Regions from separate parts of the Mus musculus genome. Here all the other regions are linked to region 1. The links are chromatin contacts, called in public Micro-C and promoter capture Hi-C maps. All regions are on one chromosome and are shown on one strand. Each heading gives the region's core, a stretch centred on a gene start, on an enhancer-like site or on the middle of the called end of the contact. The rest is flanking DNA. Distances are from core to core; before and after follow the strand shown.

The links. Promoter capture Hi-C pulls out the DNA fragments that hold promoters and counts their contacts. Hi-C and Micro-C count contacts between places; a contact is called where the count stands out from the background.
Region 2: a Micro-C map of muscle stem cells shows a contact between it and region 1, with 6 times the contacts expected there. The contact joins the promoter of Zfp593 here to the promoter of Mtfr1l in region 1. A contact is called at or near these places in 2 of 484 Hi-C or Micro-C datasets (embryonic stem cells and muscle stem cells) and 2 of 9 other capture datasets (liver and pancreatic islet).
Region 3: a contact with region 1 is called in a promoter capture Hi-C map of liver, with 2.9 times the contacts expected there. The contact joins the enhancer-like site here to the promoter of Mtfr1l in region 1. A contact is called at or near these places in 4 of 39 promoter capture datasets (the 3T3-L1 cell line, cranial neural crest, liver and 1 more), 3 of 15 datasets of contacts at CTCF or cohesin (embryonic stem cells, large pre-B cells and pro-B cells), 46 of 484 Hi-C or Micro-C datasets (B cells, the Ba/F3 cell line, CD4 T cells and 30 more), 10 of 115 datasets of contacts at active chromatin or transcription factors (the SCID.adh cell line, astrocytes, bone marrow-derived macrophages and 5 more) and 1 of 9 other capture datasets (liver).

What each region holds. Positions count from the first base shown.
Region 1 is chr4:134,534,007-134,537,004 of GRCm38.p6, reverse strand. Mtfr1l (mitochondrial fission regulator 1-like) reads left to right here and starts at 1,618. Exons shown (of 7, transcript NM_029759.4): 1 at 1,618-1,755.
Region 2 is chr4:134,244,098-134,247,259 of GRCm38.p6, reverse strand. Zfp593 (zinc finger protein 593) reads left to right here and starts at 1,669. Exons shown (of 3, transcript NM_024215.2): 1 at 1,669-1,956; 2 at 2,173-2,235; 3 at 2,330-3,162. The coding sequence starts at 1,757. The coding sequence ends at 2,471. E130218I03Rik (RIKEN cDNA E130218I03 gene) reads right to left here. Exons shown (of 5, transcript NR_040436.1): 3 at 2,847-3,025; 4 at 2,158-2,353; 5 at 1,387-1,837. Gm30191 (predicted gene, 30191) reads right to left here and starts at 312. Exons shown (of 4, transcript NM_001372229.1): 1 at 1-312.
Region 3 is chr4:134,895,647-134,899,142 of GRCm38.p6, reverse strand. Tmem50a (transmembrane protein 50A) reads left to right here. Exons shown (of 7, transcript NM_027935.2): 7 at 667-1,294. The coding sequence ends at 712. Rhd (Rh blood group, D antigen) reads right to left here. Exons shown (of 10, transcript NM_011270.3): 10 at 2,971-3,189. The coding sequence ends at 3,163. Among named protein-coding and RNA genes, the nearest start is that of Tmem50a, 18 kb to the left of the region's middle. Within about 2 kb of position 1,667, at least 2 of the 459 cell types and tissues checked have an H3K27ac peak or open chromatin away from gene starts, as enhancers often do. A contact at or near this core is called in liver, where this site is marked.

The DNA.
Region 1 (2,998 bases), core at 369-2,868:
CAAACCCATAAGAAACGTTTAAATGGTCAGATGCCACACAGTGGTGGTGAAAGAAAGATGAAATTTCAAGACCTGTAAGTCATATAAAGTACTCAGAAATTGCTGGTTGTTTGTGAGCCTAGAGGCTGTCTGGGGCTGAGAAAAGAGAAAAACAAACCTGGGTATTCCCCGTAGTTAAAACACTCCTGGGAACATCTTGACCATAAGATAAAGAGGAATGTGAGGACATAACAGGGCTATCTGAACTGAGTCAACAACTCACAGAACTCTGACACCCTGCACGTACATGTAATTTTTCTCCTGATGTTTGAATAAGCCAATAGTGTGTTGCTATGCTGAATTCCACACCCCTAAGCCCCTTACCCCATAAAAACCCCTAGCTTTCCAGCCTCGTGGCCGACATCCGTTATCTCCTGTGTGGGATGCATGTCGGTCCGGAGCTCCGTAATTAAACGACCTCATTTAATTCCATCAAGATGGTCCTTCGTGATTTTTTGGGTGCACACCGAATCGGGAATTGAGTGGGGGTTTCCCCACTAGGTTCTATCAGTGGCTTTGTCGCTGATAGACTATCTGACAGTGATACCCAACAATCAAAAAGGAGCTGAGAAATTCCAGCTATCTATCTTGGCATGTGCCCTACCGGTGTTTAGAAGTAAATGTCTACAATTGTGATACAACTTCCCTGGGATTTAGCACAGTTGCAACTGTGCAGGTTTTTGTAGCCTGGAGCAATAGGCTTTACCAATTCACCTAGGATGTAGTATATTCTGTAGGTGTGTGTACGTACTCACTCTATAATGTTTGTGTAACTCAGTCACCTAAGGACACGTTTCCCAAAGAGTACCCGTTCTTCAGCAACATATAACTGTAATTTCCAGAGGACAACAATAGAGAAATAAAGCATGTATGGGTGTAGTAAGGCAGGTCTGGGCATAATGCCCATTGTGACTGCACAAAGCTGTCCACCCACGAATCCAAAAGATTTGTCCCTGGCAGGTGGGGATTATAGGCTTTGGGAGAACTGGTGAGTCAGGCAAAGCCACGTGCAGAGAAGAAAGTGTATGCCCATTAACTGGATGCCATGGAGACCGGTAGAAAGAGCGACCTTGAGAGCTTTGGTGTCTCCGAGTGCCATCAATCCACCCATCTCATTAACAGACTGAACTATGCTGCACACGTGTGTACGTGTATGAGCGTGTGTGAGACAGAGAACTTTAAAATAGAAGACAGCTATTCCGAAGCACTGGAGGGCATGCCTGAAAGGCGAAAGCAGCCATTTTTGCTGGGGGATGTATCTGGGGGAGCATGAAATGGGACGAGGGTCCAGACTAGATAGGAAAGGCTGAAATGCCAAGATGAGAGGATTCGGAGATCTGCAGCAGGAGTATGGACTATTTCCAGTGCTGAGCAGCAACACTGGCAGACTACCGCTTCCCAGAAGTTTGTTGACACTAAACACGGGAAGCAACTCCTACGGCAGCAACTAAACTTGGGAGGAAAACTCCAGCGGGATGCGCGCACAGACTTCGTGCCCTCCCCCGGAGGGGTGAGGGCGTGGCCCGGGGAGGGGTGTGGCCTCCTGGCCGGTCTGCCGTCCACTCAGAGCCCGCGTCCATTCCGGGCCCCTCTCTAGGCCCGCCTCTCCTGGGCGTGGTGCTCGCCGCGCAGCTGCAAATGATTGCTTCCGGAGGCGGGTCAGCGGAAGTGAGGGACTTCGAGGCCGGGCCGCCCGCTGGGGTAGGAGGGGCTGAGGTGAGTGTGGCGCTGGAGTCCGGGCTAAGCCCGATGCGGGGTCCCACAGGAGACGGGCTCGGTGAGCGCCCTGGGCCGTCGCCGGCGTCTCCGTCCCGGCGCAGGGGAGCACGCGTTCCCTGTTCCCGTGCAAGTTCTCGCGGGAGTCGCCGCTGTCTGCCCCCCTCGGTGAGGGCACTGGTCCCCAGGCGTAGTTGCTGGCCGTGTCACCCAGCGGTTGGGGTCGCCCCAGCCGTTGGAGCGCGGTACGCCCCGGGCCGCGCGGCGTATCTGGGACCTACGCCGGCCTGGAGGCTACTGAGCGGCCCGGCCCGGCCCGCGGGTCCAAGGGCCGCTGGACGCGCGGTAGGAACTTGGCCGACCTTGGCCCGGGCCGGGTCGCCGTCGCGGGGGTGGGGACCCGTCGTTGAGGGCGCAGGGGGCTGCATCTTGCTGGCCACCGGCGCCTCGTGAGACCCTCGCGCGCTCTGCCCGGGTGTCCGCCGGGCACCGCTGGGCTAAAGTTTCTCCCTGGCCCAGGACCTGCCGGGTCGAGGCGCTCTCGGAGCAGAGAGGGTCTGCCGAGAGTGGCCGCACGGGAAGACGCGGGCACGGCCAGCGCAGAAGGAGCTGCGGCAGCGCCGATGTGCGGAGGGAGAGCCGGGGCTGCGGAACCGGCTAGAGCGTCTAGCGGGCACGCGGGGGGCGGGGCCTCGAAGCCAAGTTAGTGTCGCCTACAGCGGTTTCTTAAAAGCAAGCCAAGTGCTTACAGCGGCTGCCGGAGGCCGGGATATGGGCCGTTCGGTTACTTCCATTTCTGTTTTGAGCACCCTCGGAAGGCGATCCAGGCTGCCACGGAGTGAACTGCGAACCCCAGGCTGCCAGGGACAGAGTGATGGATGAGCTGGGTGCTGAGGGACTGAGATAAGCTGGATAAGTTGGGTCCCACAGAGGCAGTGGTATAGACTGGGGCACAGATAGGTGTGTTGGGAGCTGGTAGCCCGGTAGTAGCATGGCCCCAGCAGAAGACTAGGGAGTGAGTATGGTCGCAGATCGTGTACTTGCCAAACTGTATTAGAGCTTGGTCTTAAGAGAGCTGGAAGATGGGGTATATCCTGCTGGCAGGACTGTGGAGTCTAGAAGAGAGTTGAAAGATTTAAACACCAGAGTAATAGAACCGGCAGCTTGTTAAACCCGAGGTTTAGATTCGGTTGGAGTCTTTGGAGATGAAGCAGGACAGGAGAGGGCGTAATGGCAGGAGTAG
Region 2 (3,162 bases), core at 420-2,919, 290 kb after region 1:
CCTAGCTCTCCTTCATTTTCTTGAACATCTCTGTCGCTGCGCTGTGCTGTTTGGAAGCCCACCTACAATTGTCTTCTTCCCCAGACTATTTAATGCTCTCTGTGCTCCCTACCTTGGCTGGCTGTCTGTCTGGCCTAGAAAATAAGGACAGTACCCACCTCCTCTGCCAAGTTCTCTTCAGATTCTCCACTCAGCGTCTGTAGCACTTTGGACTTGTAAGTTTTCCAGAAGGCTTGGTTCATGGCTGCAGGGGAAAAGGGTCCTGGCACTCAGGCACAGAAGGCTGGTAGCTCAGTGGGCACCAGTGGCTCTGGTCCCAGAAACTTGGAAGAACCAAGAGCCTGTCCCCGGGATCCGGTGACTTCATGAAAGATGCACCAGTCTCCCCAGCTGGCACAGTGCCAGGCAGGTAAACTTGATCCCACGGATTCTGAGGTTGGGGCAGGCTTGTGCCATTTCAGCCCCAAGTCTTGACCCAAATTGGCCAAAGTTAATAAAGTCAGCTTTTTGGAGAGTCCATTTTTCTGCCTGCAGTCGGGAATACTGATGGCGGCTCAATAGCTGTAGAAAAAGTTTTCCACTTGAGTGGAGTCTTGAGTCCAGGAGCCATACCTATGCATCCTGTGATCGCTGCCATTCTAGCTGGGTCCTCATCAGGGTCCCACCCTGTGTCTACCCAGTCCTCATAAGTTGGAGTTGGAAGATCCCAGACCTCCAGTCAGCACGCTGGGCTTCCATTTCACTTCGGGTCTGGCCTAGAAACCTGTTCTCCCCAGGGATGCACGTGCCTCACTCCCTGTTTCCTGGCAACTGGTTCCAAAGAGCCAGAATGCTTAATTATTGCTGAGGTCCTCTGCCCCCATATAGTGGAGCTGGCTCTGGCCAGCCTGAGAGGCACCAGGCCAAGATGAGCAGAGGCACCATTTCTTGGTCATTTCCCCCTTTCCTGCCAGCCCTCCCTGGGCATAAAGAAAGAAAGCAAAGGTGGGGGGCTTCTTCTAGGGACATTTCCTCTTGGGCTAGTGATGTGGTGCCCCACCCCAAACTCCTCTGTTAGACTGCCTGCCTGGATTATATGAAGCCCTGGACACCAACCCCAGTTCTGAAGAACCAAGCAAGCAAGCAGCCAACCAACCAACCAACAACAGACAAAAAGCTCTTTTTGTAAAAAGAGCTGAGCACTCTTCAAGGACAGACCCCTTAGGTGGTAGATTCTTTGTGAAACAATTTTCTGCTTTTTGCCCCAGGAATTTGCTTGAGAGTGGGGGAGGGAGAACAGAGGAGAGATGTAAAATGAAACGCCAGTGGGGGGTAGGTGAGGAGAACAAGGCTCTTTGTTAGAACCTAGGGGTATCTCTGGGTGACCCATCCATGATTCCACACTAATTCTCATTTATGAAGTAATTTATTCATGGCACAAGCAACAGTGCTTCCAGAGACGTTAAAAGCATCCCCTACCACTGAAATTCGGGGTGTGGAAACCGGCAAGTGAGGATGGGGCGGGCAGAATAGTGGGACCGGCTCCCCTCAAGCCCGCTCACGCCCCGCGAGAGCCCAGTCACTATCATCGACGACCATCTGGGGGCGCTCAAACGGCCAACCCGACCGTGACGTCATCAGAGGCAGTCTGTCCAATCCTGCTCCGCCCCCGGGCGGGCCTCTCGTGACGTCACTGGGCGGCCCGGAAGCGCCAACACGTGTGGGTCTTTTCCCTACTCCCTGTTTCTTGGTCTTGTGTGTGGGTGTCTCTCTGATCATGGGTCGCTCTCGGCGGACCGGCGCGCACCGAGCACATTCCTTAGCCCGCCAGATGAAGGCCAAGAAGCGGCGGCCGGACCTGGATGAGATTCATCGCGAGCTGAGGCCGCAGGGGCTCCCGCGGCCCAAGCCGGAGCCGGACGCGGAGCCCGACCCGGACCTGCCAGGGGGCGGCCTGCATCGCTGTCTGGCTTGCGCGTGAGTCCAGCCTGGGGAGGAGCAGGGTCTGAGGTACTAGCTAGGGGCAGCGAGGTCCGGGCCGCGAGCCGCTAGAAGGTTCTGTCTTGGGATCCCTGGGTCAACCCGCCACTTATCACTTCGGGTTCAGAATCCGATGTCTGGGAACGAGCTAGGGCCAGGGAGGTGTGAGAGACCTCACCCCTTCACTCTTTCCCTCACCCTACATTCCTGCAGGAGGTACTTCATCGATTCAGCCAACCTGAAGACCCATTTCCGATCCAAAGACCACAAGAAAAGGTATGGAGGGGTCAGTAGAGGACTGGCGGATGGGTGCCATGCAGGAAGGGTTTGCACTCGGTGAGCTCCGATCTCCAACTCTTCTTTTTCCCAGGCTGAAGCAGCTGAGTGTCGAACCCTACAGTCAGGAAGAAGCTGAGAGGGCAGCGGGCATGGGCTCGTATGTTCAACCCCAGCGGCTGGGCGTGCCCACAGAAGTGTCCACTGATATCCCTGAGATGGACACGTCCACCTGAGTGGCCTAAGGATGCAGGGCAGAGGAACTGCCCATGGGCAGTGGTTCATCAGCCAAGCTGAGAGTGTGTATTTTGGATTTCCGGTTTGCGGAGATGCTCTCTTCCGGGTGTTCTGCCCAAAATAAAGGACCTGGACAAGAGGGCACACCTCCGATACTAACTTCCCTTACCAGGGGTTTCTGGGCCAAGATGTCTACTCCCTACTAGGTCCAGCTTTGGAACGGGTATCCTCCCCCTGCTTCTTTGGATCTAGGCTGGAGTCTGGCTAGGTACAGCGTAAAACTTGGGAGTAGGATCTAGCGATGGCTGAGACTAATCCCCAAGGGGAAAAAAGTGGGATTCGGATATTGCAGCCCCCTCCCCTGAATCGCCTACCTCCAAGCCTGGGCGAGAGGCTACCCGCCTCATCACGGGGCCTGTGATGGTTGCCGCTGCTTCACCATCTTCCATACTGCATAGCAGGAGCCACCTAACCCGAGGACAGCCAACAATGTAGCCACAATCCCAACCAGGGGACTCCGGGGCTCTGCCTTCAGCTCCCCAGCCACCTGCATCTGGGAGAGCACAGAGGGTGCACGTGAAGGGTCAACTGAGGCTTCTAGGCAGGAAGAAGGGTATAAGATGGCGCAGCTGGGTAAAGAAGATGCAGGCGCCATTTCTGCCCCAGGGAGATTCCACCCCAATCCTTCTC
Region 3 (3,496 bases), core at 418-2,917, 360 kb before region 1:
TCACCACCTTTGTGTGGTTCAGGGAACTCGGGTTGCCAGGGTTCCCAGCAAATGCTTTACCTGTGGAGCCACCGCCCTGCCCTTCTGAATCACTTCAAACAAATTCAGAAACTGACAGCAGGGCATAGAGCTTTGTGCTTAGACCCTCAGCACTGTACGGTAGAGGCAGACGGATTGCTGTAAGTTCAAGGGTAACCTGGTTTAGATCGTAGGTGCCTTGCCAGCCCAGGCTACTCATTAAGACCCCTATCTCATAAAAACAAAAAGAGCTGAATTCATTCAAGGAGAATGAGCTTGTGGCTTGGACCTCCTTGGTGTTTGGAGTGTGACAGGTGATCGGATGCCAGCAGGTCGAGGAGGGACACTATGTCTTACTTGTCTGTCTGGGTCTTGCACGCCAGGACAGCCCATAAGGAGCGTGGATGGGGCGGAGTCGCAGCTCAGTGCTAGCGTGCCTACCCCCAGGCCTTGAGTTCCGCCCCCCACTGACCTGCAGGTCTGGGGACGGTGACAGGGAATAGCAGTGGAACATTATGAACGATTCGTGTCTCTAGGACAGTTGGCGTGTGTGGCTCTCGGGTGCTTTCTCTGCAAGTCACAGGCTTCCCATCGTTCTAGAAGTTTCCCAAGCCAGGCAGTCATGTTTGCTTCTCGTTCTGTCTGCAGAGGGCTGGTTTTCAAGTTTGGCCGTACGGAGGACTTGTGGCAGTGAAGACGTCGCTTCTGCAACACAGCCGCCGTGCATGGGCTTCTTTTTGCACCCTGCTCACCCACCCAGTCTTTTGTAATACTGTTTTCTAAACTTATTTCTGAGTATAATCTCAGCTTGAAATTGTATAATGCTAGAATCATGAGAGCTCCTATGTGTACTGCAGCAGCCCAGTGTGGCGTGAGCCCCATCAGCTTTTACCACAGGAAAGGAAACCGCTGACGTGAGTCGCTTCTGCCAGCTTCTATCATGGTCTAAAGAGTTGGTGATGCAGGCCAGGCGTGGTGGCACATACCTTTAATCCCAGCACTCGGGAGGCGGAGGCAGGCGGATTTCTGAGTTCGAGGCCAGCCTGGTCTACAAAGTGAGTTCCAGGACAGCCAGGGCTGCAGAGAAACCCTGTCTCGAAAAACCAAAAAAAAAAAAACAAAAAAACAAAAGAGTTGTTGATGGAGAAATGGTGGAGTCTTTGGGGTGAGGATTCGCTCTGGGGTCCAAAGTGTTTATTAACGCGGCCTCTTCTATGTCCGGTGTTGAATAATGTGTAAACATTTTCTTGTTATTAAAAACTATTTAGTGGTCAGAGTTCTTTCTCGTTATACCTTATATATAGTTGGATCAGAAATACTGCATCTTCCTTTTCATGTTAATGGCCTAAGGTAACCTGGGACCACAGGTCATGGCTCTCTTGACCAGAGAGCTGTTCAAAACATGCAAGGGAAGAAAGAGCTTTGAATCTCCATGGTCATGACAAGAATTCCTGTCCTGCCCAGGCTAGTGAGTCTGTGAAAGGTGGCACTTTAGAGTCAGGAGTAATGTGTGCCATCCTGGCAGGATAATGGTGGACTTGGCAGGAGTGCCCAGGCCAAACAGTGGAGCTGAACACAGTCTGTGACCCTGGGCGCAGTCAATAACCCTGGGCACAGCCAATCAGTGACTCTGGGTGCAGTCAGTCAGTGACCCTGGGCACAGACAGTGACCCTGGGCATAGTCCGTGACCCTGGGCGCAGTCAGTGGCCCTGGGCACAGTCAGTCTGTGACCCTGGATGCAGTCAGTCCGTGACCCTGGACACAGTCAATCTGTTACCCTGGACACAGACAGTGACCCTGGGCGCAGTCAGTCAGTGACCCTGGGTTCAGTCAGTGACCTTTTTGCTTACATATTTAAAAACGTAATACTGTGGAACTGAAGGGTTTCTATGGAGATCATTCATTTGTTGGAGATTTCCAGGAGAACTGAGGACCCAAGATGCACCAGACTCACTTGACTGACCAGTGCCCGGCTCCTCAGCTGATGGAGATGTCCCTCCCTGAGGAGGAGCAAACTTCCTGAAGCCAGCAGAGGAGGCTATGTAGAGATCGCCAGTCCAGAAGATACCGAACGAAAACAAATGCAAGCAAAGGTAAAAGAGAAAGGGCAAACATTTCAGTGTGAGTGATGCCTGAGAGCCTCCCAGAGAATGTAAGAACATGCTAGAGAAGCCCAGGCTACCGCCAGCCTCCCATCCCTCCTGTGGACATCGGGAGCAAGAACAGGTGACCTGCTGTGGCACACGATCCTGGTAAACACTCCACACGTGCCAGGAGTGGAAAGAGGACAGGGTATACAGACTTGACGGTAACTTAGGTGTCAATTTCTAGGGCTCCACAGTCTGACTCAGGTGAGAATTTGTTTTGATATTTGCTTGAATTCTGATTCCTTTCATCTCTGAATAGATAACCCGAATTTAGCAGACCACAGGGTCTGTTACCACGATACAGACCAGCTGTCGGGGACTCTGATGGTCTGTCCTCCACTGGAGGAGGCTCTTGTGACACCCTCGGGCTCCCACCTCACACAATACTACAAACTCTTCAAAGCTAAGCTTGAAGCCCTAACCTTCTGCAATTGCCCTTTGGGAGCTGTGATCAGTGTCGTAGACAATTAGACGTATAGAATCTTCCGCATCCACTGTCCTTGGGTTTGAATGACGTTGGCTCTTCAGGACACAGAAGGACAGCTTTGCTGTTGTTTCCCCCGTGACATTCCACAGAGGGTGGAACTTGGCAGGGGTCTCCGGTGAGTCTACCTCTTAGGAACTCGAGAGTGTTCTCCCTCACTCCCCAACCAGCCCCACTCTCTCTCCACAAGCACAGCCTGGGGAAGGCTGAGGACCTCGTAAAACCGCTGGATCCAAAGCCTGCGTGCCGTGACCAGAGGTAAGAGTTAGCCACCTGGGCAGAGGTTTTATTTAAGTGTGAGAAGAAAGAGACCTTGTGGATAGAATTGGACCAGAACTTTAATGAGGTGTATTCATCCCAAAGTATTAATAGTCTCTGTCATGAAACCAAACATACTATTTAAACTAAGATGACCACTCGGAAGCCTTTCTTGTAACACAGGATGCAGACAAAAGGGACACAAAGAAAGGGCATCTCTCTTCTCACCCGGCTTCGCTCTCAGATGATTTCGGTTAAAATCCAACCGCCAAGTGTGGGAACTGTGAAGGCAGAGTGTGTTTATTTTATTTTAGTATTTTACTTGATTGGTTTTTGTTTTTTTGAGACAAGAGTTTCTCTATGAAGCTCCGGTTGTCTTGGAACTCACTCTGTAGACTAGGCTGGGATTAAAGGCAAGCGCCACCACACCTGGCTGTCACTTTCAAAATCTTAAATTAGGAGAGATTGCCTGTATATTTCTCTTTCTGGTTTTTTTTTTAATTGTTTTTACTTTTTGTTTTGTTTTGCTTTATTTAGTTTTTTGTTTTTGTTTTTGTTTTCTGAGGCAGGGTTTCTTTGTGTAGCCCT